Regions from separate parts of the Rattus norvegicus genome. Here region 1 is linked to region 2. A link is a contact called in public Hi-C data. All regions are on one chromosome and are shown on one strand. Each heading gives the region's core, a stretch centred on a gene start, on an enhancer-like site or on the middle of the called end of the contact. The rest is flanking DNA. Distances are from core to core; before and after follow the strand shown. Region 1 holds the start of Wbp4 (WW domain binding protein 4). Region 2 overlaps Mtrf1 (mitochondrial translation release factor 1).

Region 1 (7,525 bases), core at 2,238-4,737, 100 kb after region 2:
TGGAGGCCAGCCTAATCTACAGAGGTAGTTCCAGGATAGCCAGGGCTACACACAGAAACCCTGTTTCAAAGAGCCAAAGTAGGTAAAAGACTTGGTTTTTAAAACATTAAGAAAGATACCTAAAAACTTCCTTGTTTGGGCAGGTAAAATGGCTTAGTGGGTAAAGGTGCTTGCCACCAAACCTGACCACCAGATTCAACCCCCATGACCCACATGATCAAAGAACAGACTCCTGAAGTTGTCCACTGCCATTCCCATCATTCCCATACCAGGGAACACCCATACCAACACACACACACACACACACACACACACACACACACACACACACCGTACAATAAATTTAAAAAATTCCTCACATTGTGCAAAGTGATATAATAAAACAAAGTTACTCTTCGCAGTATTGTCTGTAGCGAAAACTTTGAAGTCTACCTACTGGGGACTGGCTAAGTGAACTGCGCACACTCCCACAGACCTTTACTGAACGGAAAGGAGCACAGTCTACGTACTGACATGAGAGACACCTTCAGGAGATACTGTTCAGTTATAAGACCCTGCTACCTTGTAAACAAGATGGAATAAAATACACGTACACAGAAGTAATGAAAGGGCAACATGGAAAAGGGGGAGGTGACTTCTGAAGAGGAGCATTAATTAGATGGCTGGGGACAGGGATGGCTGACTGAGCACTGGACCTACTTAAATAACCAGAAATTCTCACAAATTACAGATGGTGGTAAGAAATAAGAAATCCCCTAAAAGTCTGGCCGGTTGAGTCCTGTATAATGCATTAATCAAGCTATTCTAATATACTCCTCAGAGTACCTCTTTAAAACTTGAGTTCATAAGGCAAACAGTCATCTCTATTGTTCCTATACTGGGTTACTTACAGTTGATTATACCGTACAAAGAATACTGTATTAAAGCACCACTCAAAATTAAATACTGTTTTTCATTAATAGCTAAATCACTAGATATATGGGGAGACACACACAGACCTCTGGAAAGGTAATTTATTTTTATAACTTATTAAAATTATTTTACTGTGTAGGTACCTCCAGGGAAGGATACTTGTTTCGATCTATGTAGTTTTAAAATCTCATGGCAGTTTTGGTAAGGATTAACCTAAGCTAAATAAAATATGCACAATGTTCAGCAACTACTAGCAAAGCCAAGGGAAGAGCTACACTCCTCTCAGAGCCAAAGATGATTTAACAGTGTTCAATGACGGAATGCAGCATAAACCGTGGCATCATTCCGTGGTGTACAACAGTTCTGCCAAGTAGTAAGGTTATGCATAAGGCAAGATACTGTACGGCTGTTCATTTTATTTTATTTTATTTTTTTTCAAGACAGGCTTTCTGTGTAGACCTGGCTGTCCTTGAACTCACTCTGTACAACAGGTGGCCCTTGAGCTCAGAGATCTGCTTGGACCGGCCTCCCAATGCTGGGATTAGAGGTGGGAGCAGCGTCTGCCCTTGCTGACCCTGTAGGTTTCTAAAACTTACCTTGTGGGTCTATGCTCCTGTAAGTGCATATGCACCACATGGGGACAGTGGCTAACGGAGGTCACAGGAGGCTGTCAGATACCCTGAAACTGGAGTTACAGGGAGTTTTGAGCTTCCACGTGGGTCCTGGGAACTAGCCTCCAACCCTTGGCAAGAGTTGGAGTTGTTCTTTACTGCGGGGCCATCTCTCCAGTCCCCACAGTTTCTGATACAGTAGTTTGTCTTAATAGGCATGTCTGAAAGGGAAAAAAGCCAGCTGACTCTTATGCCCCAAAAGTTGGATCCAGGAATCAGGTGGTGGTGCACACCTTTATTCCCAACAGTTGGAAAGCAGAGGCACAAGGATCTCTGTGAGTTTGAGCCTAGCCTGGTCTAGAGTAAGTTGCTGTCTGAAAACAGTCTTGGAAAAACAAACAAACAAAAAAACCCCCCAAAATCAACCTGCCTGTGGGATCAAGTGTATCATCATAAGGAGTATTACAGTTGTTATACTTGTATTTCGTGAGGAAATAATGCTGTTCTCCCCTCTCTGGAGAACAGGGGAAAGTAGAATTTTTTTTCTTCTTAAGGGGCAGGTATTCCATAAACAAGGACAAGATCACTCCACTCACTGTCCAGTTCCTCAAAGGCCTCAGAAATAATTTGGTCTTAAGTTAGATTGATGCAAAGAAGGCTGTAGCTTTCATAAGGGGATTCAAAAGAAATCTTTTTAGGTTTTGAAGAATAAAGAGCACTGTACATGAAAATGGTTTATAAACACTACGTAGTAAAAAAGCAACACATCACATGAATATTTTACTAAAAATTTCATACAGGCCTATTGTCGGCTATCCAGCACTTGCAGTAATCACAGAATTTCTTCGGTTGTGACTTCCAGTAGTCGGCCCTGAAAAAGGAAAAACAACTCTTAAGTTTATCAAAAAAATTGAAAGAGAATTTTTATGCTTGTTAAAAACTGGGATATAAGGTTGTTGACGGACTTCTGTCTTAACAAAGCAGATGTACTATTTATGTAAAGCTAAATTCCGTGGAAAACTGCTCTCCCTAAGATAAATGACAGGCTTCTCGCTACAGCACGGTAATGAAGAAATACGAGTCTCAAAGAAGAGTACTTCCCTTCCCTGTGCCCTTCTAGCTAATTCATTTGTTCTGGGGACGCGAGGCTGGGAAAAGCCACAGGACTTCTGCAGCCGCAGCGTCACCCTGGCCTCCGGAGCCGGCGGGCGGGCGGGCGGGCGGGCGGGGGCAGCACCCAGGTCCGGGGCTCCGGCCGAAAGGGCGGCCGCGTTCTCCCAGAGAACCCGCCTGGCAGGTCGGGCAGCCCTGGGCGAGCGGAGGGGCGGGAGGAGGAGGAGGCCGCTCGCGGGCGCCTCGCGACGCAAGCCCAACCCGTCCCGACTCACATGATTGCGGCTGCTCCGTCTGTAGCCTGCGAGCCCGTTCACTGATGTCCGCCGGTGGCGAAAGCCTGGACCTCCGGGCTTCGGCGTCCCCCGACGCGGCGTTTCCGCGGGCGGCCTACGGCAGCCTCGACGGCCCAATCCGCGCGCGCGGTGTCACCGCCTCTTCCCCTCCCCCACGGGGCGGTACTCGCGGCGCCTGAGAGGTGGGGTCGGTATAAAGGGGTTGAGGTCACCCAGAAGGGACGAAAGCGCGACGGGACCGGAGCTGCGGCCCCTGAGCGTCCCAGCCAGGCTCCATCCCGCGGGTCTCACGCCTCCCGGGATCCAGAACCTCCACTCCCGAGTTGGCTCGCGGCCGAGAGGTTCGACCGCCTCCCCGCAACCCCCGCCGCGCGCAGCTGTTCCCACAGACGGCGCCGCCCTCGGCTTTGCCGGTTTGCCCGCCCGCTCTGTGATCGGGGAGCAGCCCGGACCTGACGGCTGAGAAAGAAAGGCGCAGCCGCCGGTTCCGGGAGCGCACGGGGCGCTGGGCTTCGCCTCAGAACTTTCCAGGGGCGCGTCGGCCCGCTCCTCCCCGCCGCCACGCCCGCGCGCTCCGCCGGGCTCGTGCCCGCGAGTGGGGCAGCGGCCGCGGGGGCGGCTTCAGCTCGCGTCGTGCAGAGCGGTAGCATCGCTGACGCTAGTCAGGTGGGTTACGGCAGTGCTCGTAGTAGCACTTCCCATATGGTCTAGCGGTTAGGATTCCTGGTTTTCACCCAGGCGGCCCGGGTTCGACTCCCGGTATGGGAACAGTATAGCTTTTCTTTTCTTAATATACTCGACTTTGGACGAACTGGTTTTGCTTTCTAGTGGCTCTGGTTAACTTCAGCGTCTGCGTTCGGTTGAGTTTGTGAGCAAACGGTGTAGTTGGTAGTGGGGCTGGGAACTAGCTCGCGGAGGCCGGATGAGCGGCCGGTGCCCTCCGGGCTATGCGGGAGGAGTTTCGCTTTCCCCGCCGCTGCACCCCGCCCTCAACCCGTACTTTTCCAGGCACTCGGGAGGTGATGATTAACTCGGGCCTCGCCTTATCTCCCCCCGCCCGGGTGCCCCCTCGGTCCACACCCTGCTCCGCCGCCCCCTTCCGACTCGGCGGGCCGGGGCGTGCCCGCCGCGCTCCAGTTACTGTCAACAGTGGCTGGAGACCCCTCGGCACGCCAGCCCCCGCTGCTCCCTATCGCCGGTCCCCTGGCGATCCTTATCGCTCGCCCGGTCCTGGGACCCCCGCCGCGTGCACTGCAGCCCGCCCCTCAAGCAGCCCTCGCCTTAAGGCAAGGCCTTTGCAGAACGCCTCTTATGTTCCTTCTAACTCCTCTTTCCTCTTCAAACACACGGCAAAACTGCGGAGAAGAAAAATACCACTGTGATGAGACGTCTGAAAGAACAGAACCGGCTTTCCGGGAGGCTGTTTGGAGCGTCACTGATTTAAAAAAAAAAAAAAAATCATGGGATGGAGGTGGAGCTTGGAAGACAGAAATTAGCCCGGAGACTGGGGAGGGGATGTTACAACAAAGTTGCACTGTACTTTTAAATATAGAAGCCCTGTGTTTATTACAAAGAAGCGGCCCAGCTGTGTCAGCAGCCCGAGCGCTGTAAAGGAAACAAAAGCGTTATCATAAATGCAAGTTGAAATTAGAAAAATGGGGCAGCTGTAATGTTTAGTCTGTTGGGCCTTTGGGCGCAAATAAGGAAAAACTGACTCCCGCGGATGAGTTTCTGGTCAGAGCCATTATTGAGCAGAAGTTTTGGTTGTTTGTGTGTTCCCGAAATATTTTATAGCCTTAACTGGCACAGCTGAATTTGAAAATAGCTATTTATGTGTTCTGTGCGATTAGTGGTTAATTGGCTTTTCCTCGTAAAAATTAAAACCAGAAAACCCCGTTAGCAAATATTTAAAACATGAGTGTTTATGCACATCTTCCCTCCCTCCCCCGATGTTTTGAGGTTCCCGCTGTTCAGGCGCTCTAGGCAGGTGGGTAATGCTGGGTAGAATCTCATTTCCGCTCCAGTCATTAGCTATGGGACCTTGTGGAGGTCTTCGACCTTAGTGTAGTGGTGTCTTCTAGCTTTGGAGCCGTAAGCACCTTATCATCGTTGTATTAAGATGGTTTCTCCGTGCGGCTCAAGATAGCCTAGAACTCATTGGAGCTGGAACTGCTGGGGTTTGGGATCCTCCTCCTTCTGTCTCTCAGCAGAGGGATTTCAGGCATTTGCCTCAACGCCTGTTTTAGAGTCTTTCTGAGGTTGAGGGTAAGGTAGGTATGCTCAGACCTCTTCTCATGCACCCCAGGGTAGCCTCCAAGTCTCTGTGATGATGAAGAGGCCCTTTTACCCTTGCTCCTGCCTCTTCGGTGCACAGATCACAGGCTTATGACACCAGACTAGATTTTAGAACAATGTTCATTAAAATTGTTTGTGTGTATGTACGTTTGCCTTCGTGTGTGCCACGTGTGTGTCTGGCGCCCAGGGAGGTCAGAACAGTGTGTCAGATCCTGGAACTGGAGTTACGGATGGTGGTGAACCACCGTGTTTGGGTGCTGGGGAATCAAACCCTGGTCTCAGCAGGAGTAACAAGTGCTCCAAACCTCTCTAGCAGCCCCCTAGGGTCTCCATACCAGTGTGTTCTTCACAACGTTTAGATAGATCTTGGACAGATAGTGGGAGCAGAAATTTATATCTACAACTTTCCTGTATCGCATGTCATCAAGAACCAGGCACTAAAGACTTTGTCCCAGATTTGGAAGAACAGACTCCTACCCCTGCTTTGTTTAATGTTTGCAAGTATTTGACTGGTGCTAACACTCGTGCTATCATAGATGGAACGGTGAGTGATCACAGGTGGGCATACTGCACGTTTGGGGTGAGTTAGGATGGTGGTAGGGTGATAGCATTCCTGCCCAAGATGTCCCCTGTCTAGCTCTGGGCCAGGTGGGAACAGGCAGGCAGGGTCCCAGGGACACATGGATTGCTCCTAGAGGTGAGGTGGAGGTTTGGCTCCGGGAAGGGCAAAATGGAGAGAGAGGGGGAGCACTTGCCCTGCACCTTGAAGAACTGGTTGGATTTCTCCCAGTGGGGAATGTAAATCAGAAAACCTGAGGTGGATGGGACTAGGACCAGGAGACTAGCCGGAAGTAGGGTTCAGTAGGCACGTGCTGGAGGCAGCCGGTGGCAGAGCAAGAAGAGAGGCAGGAATCTCAAAGTTTGTAATTTTGAGTAGGTTACATGCTCCTTTAATCAAGGATCGACCTTTTATATCAGGAGAGGTCTGCAAACATTTTTGACTCTTTGTTCTGTGTTATTGTTACTGTGAGACTGATCCTTATTGTCATAAGCCCAGGTTAGCAGATGTGTCACACCCCAGTTCGTCTCTGAAAAGCCTGAATGTGGCTGTGGTATGTGATGTGAAATAAGAAATTTTACTTCAGAAGACTCGGACAATAGAGGAACACGCAGGCTATTGTGTGCCTGTAGGTTTTATGTTTGGGCGTTGAATATTTACAGATGACTAGAATGGAGTAGCAATTAATTAGACCTTATGAAGTCTGGGTTTAAATTATGGCAGTGAATTGCAGGTGTCCCTTACACACCTTGATAATTCCTGAATAGTTGGGAAGATATACTGGATAAATGTCTGAAGATTCTTTCATTAGGTTGCCAGTGGCTAAGGTGTTCTCTCTAGACCATGAATAGCTGTCTGGACACATCAGCCAGTCTCTCTCTTTTTTAGCTACTTTCTGCTTAATTTACCTTTCTTGTTTGTTCATGTTTTCTTCCCTTGCTTGCTTTTGGCTGCAGTTAACCTGTAGACCTTTTTTAAACTAAAAGAATATTTTCTCTTACTCCCTCCCTCCCTCCCTCTCTCCCTCCCTTCCCTCCTCCACCCCTCTGTTCAGAGGACAACTTGTAGGACTCAGTTCTCCCTCTACCACATGGACCCCTGGGGAGACTCCGGGTGTCAGCCTTGGCTCTGGTACCTTTGTCTACTGAGCCATTTCCCTGGCCCTTTTTCAAATTTTAAAAAAGATTTCCTTTATTTGTATGAGCATCCTCCCACACGAATGCATGTGTTCCACGAGGGGCGTTTGGTGCCCGCAGAGGTCAGAGGAGGTTGTTGAATTCCTTTAGGACTGAAATCAGGATGGTTGTGAGTCACCACTGGATGCTAAGAACTGAACCTGGGTCCTCTTAAAAGCAACAACTGCTCTTAACCACTGAAGCAACCCCCCCTCCGAGTCCCCCCTGTTTCTTTTATTTCATCAGGGTAGTATGAGGAAAAGGGCACTGTGTAGTGAGATCAGTCCTGCTCAGTTTATACCACAGAGAGGTTGGAACTGCACACATTGTTGGTGCAAATGTGTAATGGTGTAGTCAATTGGGAAAGTTTGTCAGTTCCTTAAAATAGTAAACAGAATTACTACATGTTCCTCGGAAGTGAAAACATACGTCTCAGTTACAACTTATATGTAAATGTTTATAGCACTTTTCCTCATATGCAGAAGCTGGAAAAGGCTCGAGGATGGACCAGAGTTTAGTGTCTGTCTGTGCAATGGAACACTAGCAGGAGATAAGGCAGGCATG
Region 2 (7,730 bases), core at 4,246-6,745:
ATTGTCATATGAACTGACCATCTAATTAGATTACTTAGGATATGGTTTTAAGGCTTACCTCCTTGGGATACTACATGGTTTTGTTAATTACTGACTTAAAAAAAAAAAAACTGTTTTGAAGGCTTTGACTTAATTTCAAGTAATAATAGACCGAAAGGAAAATAAACACATCAGCAATTGCATTTTCCTTCTTTTCCAGCTTTTGGAGCATTTAGTGCCTAAGGAGAAGTGTGACCGGAGCAACGTTATTCTAGAAGTGACATCCGGAAGAACTACTGGAGGTCAGGAAGTCAGTGTGTTGTAAACGAGTTTTGAAAACTGAGTTTTGTGTTGGTCTGGCAGCGCTGTCCCTAAGAGGCTACAGCATATGCTTGGTTTAGGAGACACTCCTGCCTGAGTGCTCCTGCACTCTTTAATACTTGTGCTTACTGAGTGGTTTGTGTACTCTCTTACAGGTGATATCTGCCAACAATTTACCCGGGAAATATTTGATATGTACCAGAATTACTCATACTATAAACACTGGAGATTTGAGCTGCTAAATTACACACCAGCAGATTACGGTAAGCATATGGAGGCAGAGACAGACACATCTCCGTGAGTTTGAGGCTAGCCTGGTCTATGTATTCAATTCTAGACTGGGCAGAGCTAGAAAGTGAGATCTTGTCTTAATAAATAAAAGATAAATAATAAATAAATTAAAACTCAAAAAGTATAAGAAAACAAAAACAAAACTTTGTAACAGAGGCTGAAGAGATGGGTCACTGGTTAAGGGATAGTCTCTTCTAGAGAATCAGGTTCAACTCTCAGCACCTGATAGAAATTCACCATAATGAGGGCACCAGGCATGCATATGATAATCAGACAGACAGACAAATCACCTGTACACATGTGCTTTTTAAACTTTAAAAATAAAAGTACTAATACAATGCAATCAGAAGATGACCCATAGGTCCTGTCTGGGTTACACAGTACTACACCAAGATAGACAGACGGGTAATTAAAGATAAACTAGAAAATCCAAGAAGGGTAGAAGGATTAATTAAGGTAAACAGCAGAGGGAACTCAGTATGCTGCTCTGGTAACCTGGTTGGTACAGACTGGCAAGTCCAGCAATATACCTTCACTCCCTTTCTCTAGGGGATATCAGCCCTTCACCGTCTTTTAAAATTCAGGCAGCAGGGAGCTTTGTTAGCGTCCGTCCAGATGCTGGCACATTGGTCCAGGGGCTAGTGGGTGATATCAGTCTCACAGCTAAATGTCAACATTGTATTTAGTGCTCTAAACAGGCTCCTGTTTTCCCCTGCAAAAGTCTCTTGATAAATAGATGAACTGAAAAATGTGTCATATTCCTTTATATGCACTGGTCAGATAATCTGCACACATAGCTCCTCTTTTATCTGTGCAGGACCACAGTCATGGATGATGCTGTGGGTGGGGGTGGGAGACAAAGCATGGGCAAGGATATAAGCTAGCTGTTATGTAAACTAGCGGACTGCACATAGCTAGGGAGAGAGGAATTGAATGAAACCCACTGGCTCTATTAATTTACACAGGAAAGATGTAGGATTCTCCAGTTTATATAAATTCAAATGTTTGTATTCAGCATGAAGTAAAGAGCATGGCCGGGAGAGAATAATTTTGTGTCTCTCTGTGTCTGTCTGTCTGTCTGTCTGTCTCTGTGTGTCTTTCTGTCCTTCCTTCTTTCTTTCATCTTTTTTAAGTTCTCACTACATAACCCTGGCTATCCTAGAAATCACTTTGTAAACCAGACTGGCCTGAAATTCATAAGATTGAACTGTCTGTCCCTCTGGAGTGCTGGGATTAAAGGTGTGTGCCACCACTCCTGGCGAGGAGAATCATGTTAGAGTGTTAGGTAGGAAATTTAAATGTCGTGGCTTCACTCTGTCTTAGTTCCTGGCTTAATGAATGGAATGCAACCATCACATTTTTTATATCTGTCTCCTAATGCATATCTGTCACCTGGTAAAGGCACTGGCTGCACAGGCCTGGAGACCTGAGGTAGTTAGAGAGAACCTATTCCAGGAAGGGTTCCTCTGATCTCCACATCAGTCTCTTTGCATGATCACTCTATACTATACACACTATTAATTAATGAAAAATAATTGATTATTTTCAGATGGTTAAAGGAACCTACCCAATTCATTGTGTTTTTTCAAAGCGCTATTATATTGGTAAGACTAGTAAAGGACCCAATCAAGCATTTAGCCTTTCCCATGTAACTGTGCCATTGGCTAATCAAGCTGTAGTCAGGGAAAGATGGGTGTATCCTTTTAAATTGTTTTTTTGTTATTGTTGTTGTTGTTTTATTTTTTGAAATAAGGTCTTACTGTGTAGCTTTCACTGGCCTGGAACTCCCTATATAGACTAGGCTGACCTTTGACTCATAGAAATCCACCTGCCTCTGCCTCCCAAGTGTTGGGGTTAAAGGCATATACCACCATACCTGGCAGATATATCTTTATAAATGATCTATTTTATTTGATGAGTAAAAAGGGAATCAATAAGGCTGTTTTATAACCCTTAGTAATGCATTAGACTTGATAAGAAGCTGCCGAGACCGTATGTTTGCCAAGGGGTGCATGAGTGCTGCAGTGTACGTGTGGGGGTCACAGGACAACTTGCAAGAGTCAGTTCTCTCCTTGTACCATGTGGGTCCCAGGGACTGAATGCAGGCTTGGCAGTGAGCCTTTACCCACTGGGTCATCTCATCGACCCTTTCGTAGATTAAAGGAGAGCTAGCAGGCACCACATGTCCCTATAATCTTGCCAAGGGCTCAGGCTGATGTAGGTCCAGTCTCCGGACCCCATCTCAGCAGCAGAACAGGGTTAGCTTGCAGCAAGAATATGTAGTCGGGCTGGAGGGATGGCTCAGCAGTTAAGAGCACTGGCTGCTCTTCCAGAAGACCTGGATTCAATTCCTAGCACCCACATGGCAGCTCACAGATGTCTGTAACTGGATCTATTCCAGGGGATATGACACACAAACGTTCATGCAGACTGCTGGACTTCTGTAGGTCAACCACCTCAATACATAGGAATTTGAGAGGTGAAGGAAGAGACTTAAGGGACTTATCTCCTGGGGCTGGGGGTGATGGGCATTGAACCTAAGACCTTTTTCATTGATGAGCATGAACTTTGCTACTGAGCTATTAATTGGTTTTAAACAGAAAAGACTTCTCGGGGGATTTTCAGGTAAGTACACTTACAACGAAGACAGTAGTAAAGGTCACCATGTGCCGGCTCACTGTGATGATGAGTGTCCACTTGACACATCCTAGAATCGTCTAGTAAGAAAGTCTCAAGGAGCGACAGTCTAGACTAGACCGGCCTCTAGGCGTGTGTGCAGGTGATTATCTCGAGTGCCTTAGCTGATGTAGGAAGACCCGGCCTGAGGTGGGGAGCACCGTCACCTGGTTTTAGGCCTTGGACTGTAGACTGGAGAAAGCCAGCCGAGCAGTGGGCATGCATGTGTTTATTTTCCTCTCTGCTGACTGTGTATATAATCAGCTACTTCAGGTTCCTACTAAATTTCCCTGCGGTGATGGACTGTAGAGTGGAATTGTGAGCTAGAGTATACCCTTCCCCCCAAGTTGTTTTTCTTTCAGAGTGTTTTATCACATCAACAGACGTAGTGGAATTGAAAAGGACCTGGGGGAGGAGAGCGGGAGCAGGCGGTTACTGAATTACATATTTGAGTCTTGTGCTTTTCTATCCTGAATATTCATGGAGTTGTTTGCCTCTTTTACATTCAGTTTTTCATTTATTTTGGGTGGAAGGGCACATTGTGGGGTTCATGTAGAGGTCAGAGGACAACTTCAGAACATAGAACTTGGGTCATCAGGCTAGGCAGAAGTGCCTTTTTCTGCTGAGACATCTCATTGGCTATTTTATAACTTCTTATATCATAAAAATGTTTTTAAAAAGCTATTAGATAAAAAGCTAAAGCCTAACCACTAAGATTTTTTTGTGTGTATGTAACAATCTTTCCACATCCCAGATAAGGGTTAACTTTTAATTCTTGAAACTCAGAAGGGCTCAAAGATATTCAATGGTGGGAAATTGTGTTATTGAGCCTTTTCTGATGTATGGTGCTTATTTGCCTAAAAATTTACAGGTAATCCAATGCAGAAAATGTCCCAGTATTACTTTTTTCTTAAATGATATTTTTCTTAATATTACCAAGTAAAAGTTCTTTATAGAACAATTGGAATCCAAAAAGTACAAGCCAGATGTTAAGTGCAGCTGCATCTTGATTCCCAGCATTTGAGAGGTTGAAACAGAATTGTGAGTTCAAGGCCAGCCTGAATTACATAGCAAGACCCTATCTATAAATAAATAAATAAATAAATAAATAAATAAATAAATAGTACAAGAATTAAAACATAACTACACTGTTACTCACCTCCCCAGAGATGACCATAATAATATTCTTGACTTGTTTTATTTTATATATTTTTATATTCTATATAGGGATAATCTAGTTTATTTCTCTTGGGTTTCCATCTCATGTGCTGTATTCAGACAGGCCTTAGTTTAAGGATAGCTATAATCTTAATCTTTTTCAAAGTAGGATGCACTAGTATTGGGGTTGGGGATTTAGCTCAGTGGTAGAGCACTTGCCTAGCAAGCGCAAGGCCCTGGGTTCGGTCCTCAGCTCTGAAAAAAAAAAAAAAGAAAGCACTAGTATTTCTGAATCTTCCTCCCCAGGTGGACTGCATCATGCAGCTGCCCGCATTTCTGGTGACAGTGTCTATAAGCATTTGAAGTATGAAGGTGGAATTCATCGAGTTCAGCGAATCCCAGAGGTGGGCCTGTCATCTCGGATGCAGCGTATTCACACGGGGACGATGTCAGTTATTGTCCTTCCACAGCCAGATGAGGTAACTTCCCCAGGAAGTTCCCCAGGACATGTTTGTTTATTTTTATGTTCTGTCTGCACGTACATCTGCACGCCAGAAGAGGGCATCAGATCCCTTTATAGATGGTCGTGAACCATCATGCGGTTGCTGGGAATTGAACTTAGGATCTTTGAAGAGCAACCACTGCCCTTAACTTCTGAGCCATCTCTCCAGCCCCAGATCCCCTTTTCAAATAAAATTCAAGGAGTTAAAATGTGACCCACCAATAAACACACACGCGGTGGGGAGGGGAAAAGAGGGACCACTTAGCCTTAGGAGTAGTGGTTAAGGATTTACTCTGTAGTTTAGAATTCACCCATTTATATACATATACATAGCTCATATAGACTATAGTCTTAAATCTCAAAAACAACCCTCCTGTTAGATTCAATATTTTTGCCTTATAAGAGAGGAAACAAGTCTCAGAAGTGGTTAGCCTGAGGCTGCTCCACTGAGGTTAAAGCCCTCATAACCCCAAGTCAAAGCTCCTTTGTCCTCTGCTACTCTGCCCGGCGCACTCTACCCATCCTGTGGTTGTCTGTGTGGGAGCTGAAACAAGAAGATAGAATGTCACCCTGTCTGACCGTGGCCACAAACACCAGAAGGTGGAGCGGCTCAAGTGACTCACTGTGCACGTAGCATGGGACGCAGAGAGATCTTGGTGGGTTTCTAACAGGATCTGGTGACAATGAGATCAGTAATGTACATTATAGACATCTTTATGGTCTAGAGAACTGTTAGATAATCAGCAGTGAAACTCTTCAAAGATCCCACAATTCAGTGATCTCATACCATTCCAAGTCAGCGTTTAGAACCTGCACCCAGAAAGCAGGGTAAAATTCAGAGGTATAATGCGCGGTGCGTGCCCAGCTTGCGTGCCACCCGAAGTTCAGGCCTCGGCGCCCCCCAAATTAAAATAGGATCTCGTTAAAATTGGTCGTTTATTTCACTGTGTGGTGGTAGCACATGTCCTTAATTCCAACAGTCAGGAGGCAGAGCCAGGTGGATCTTTGGGTTCTTGAGTTTGAGGCCAGCCTGATTTATAGAGTGAGGTCCAAGACAGCCAGAGTTACACATAGAAACCCTGACTCAGCTGAGGGGGGGGGGTGTGGGTGTTTGGTATTATTTTTTTTTTAAATTCATGGTTTACATAAATAGTTTAGTTTATCTGAAAACTCTCAGAATAAAGTGTTTGTGGGATTGTGAATTTTCTTATGATATATATATATATATGTATATATGTATATATATTTTTTTTTCTCCCCCCAGGTAGATGTGAAAGTAGATCCCAGGGATCTGCGCGTAGACACATTTCGAGCCAGAGGAGCCGGTGGGCAGCATGTCAACACAACAGACAGTGCTGTGAGGCTCGTCCATATCCCCACAGGTGAGCAAGACTTTTCCTTTTGTCTTAGTTACTTTCTATCGCTGGGCTAGGACACTGTGACCAAGGCAACTTACAGAAGAAATTGTTTGATCTGGGGCTCGTGGTCCAGAGGGTCCGAGTCTGTGACCATTGTGGCAGGGAACATGGCAGCCGCAGGCACAGTGCTGTAGCAGTAGCTGAGAGCTTGTGCACAAGCCAGAGAGAGCTAAGGGAATGGTGTGGGCTTTGAAATCTTCAAGCCCACCCCCAAGTGACAAACCTCCCCAATTAGGCCACACCTCCTAATCCTTTCCAAACAGTTCTACCAACTTAGGACCAAGCATTCAAATATCTGAGCTAATGGGGGCTACTCTCATTCAAACCTCCACAGCTTTCATTTTTTCTTCCCTCTATATACTAACTAGCTAGTACTCAGAGGAAGGTCCTCTGGTAGTTTACAGCTCCTTGCACAAATGTAATTGCATTGCATTACAGATTGCAATGGCATTTGTGGGTCTGATGGGCCAGTGGTGTGTAGTTTCTCCTTCTGTTTGGAAGCAGTTCCTCTTTTGAAGGATGTGGGTGGTAAGCATAGCTGTGCAGGAAAGGCCTGGATAGAGGATGATAGTGGCTCCACGAGTTGTGCTTCGGTCCAGTTACAAGAGGACAGAGATACAGTGCAGACACACCATCGCTCTGGATCCTTTTTATCTTGAAGATGAACTTCCAGTGCTGTGAGGCTCTGCTGCACTAGCGGTGTCCCTGATACCAGGACACTTGGTCACCTTGACAAAGTACAAGATTTTATTTTTAATTCATCAAGGTGATTTTAAATACATTGTTTCACAACAGTGATAAACTCTGGGGAATTTATCATTGCACAGTGTTTTCACTGGATGAAAATTATAAATGGCTGAACACTAAGGCACGCCCCAGTAGGCATGAGAGGTTATAGGACAGCTATCGTACATGCAGACCGTCAACTTATTATGTGGTGCATTAGCATCACTTTTCAGAGTAAAACAATTTTTCCTTTTACTTTCATTTCTTTTTAAATTGTGTGTCTGTACTAGTGTTGGCATGTGTGCAAGTCTCGGCATACATGAAAGCTGGAAGGAGATTGATCCCAAAGAGCTGGACCTTATAGGTGTTTGCGAAGACACCTGACTTGTTATGTGGCTACTAGGATTCAAACTCTGAGCCTCGTGATTGATCTCAAGCACTGTCAGATGTAAAGCCAGGGCTAGAGAAATAGCTCCAGTTAAGATCACATACTGGAGTGTAGTTCTTAGCACCTACAGCAGGTGTCTCCCATTGCCTCTAACTCAAAGGCCTCTGACCACATGAGCAGTGCACTTGTCTTTTTTGTTGGTGGTCCAGAATTGGGTGATGGAAGTCATACTTGTTGGGGTTCAGGAATCAACACTCAAACCAAATACTGA

Evidence for each region. A called contact is a pair of places that touch in the nucleus more often than the background predicts.
Region 1: a contact with region 2 is called in a Hi-C map of Schwann cells, with 4 times the contacts expected there. The contact joins the promoter of Wbp4 here to the enhancer-like site in region 2. A contact is called at or near these places in 4 of 12 Hi-C or Micro-C datasets (the A7r5 cell line, Schwann cells, kidney and 1 more).

Annotation. Positions count from the first base shown.
Region 1 is chr15:61,296,253-61,303,777 of GRCr8, forward strand. It overlaps Wbp4 (WW domain binding protein 4), which reads right to left and starts at 3,488. Exons shown (of 11, transcript NM_053766.2): 1 at 3,385-3,488; 2 at 2,912-3,107; 3 at 2,322-2,394. The coding sequence starts at 2,913. Trnae-uuc8 (transfer RNA glutamic acid (anticodon UUC) 8) reads left to right here and starts at 3,629; the gene lies at 3,629-3,700. It overlaps LOC134481995 (a long non-coding RNA gene), which reads left to right. Exons shown (of 2, transcript XR_010057966.1): 2 at 1-1,941.
Region 2 is chr15:61,192,701-61,200,430 of GRCr8, forward strand. Mtrf1 (mitochondrial translation release factor 1) reads left to right here. Exons shown (of 11, transcript NM_001399523.1): 5 at 200-281; 6 at 456-563; 7 at 4,732-4,904; 8 at 6,192-6,309. Among named protein-coding and RNA genes, the nearest start is that of Mtrf1, 11 kb to the left of the region's middle. Within about 2 kb of position 5,496, at least 8 of the 93 cell types and tissues checked have an H3K27ac peak or open chromatin away from gene starts, as enhancers often do. A contact at or near this core is called in Schwann cells, where this site is marked.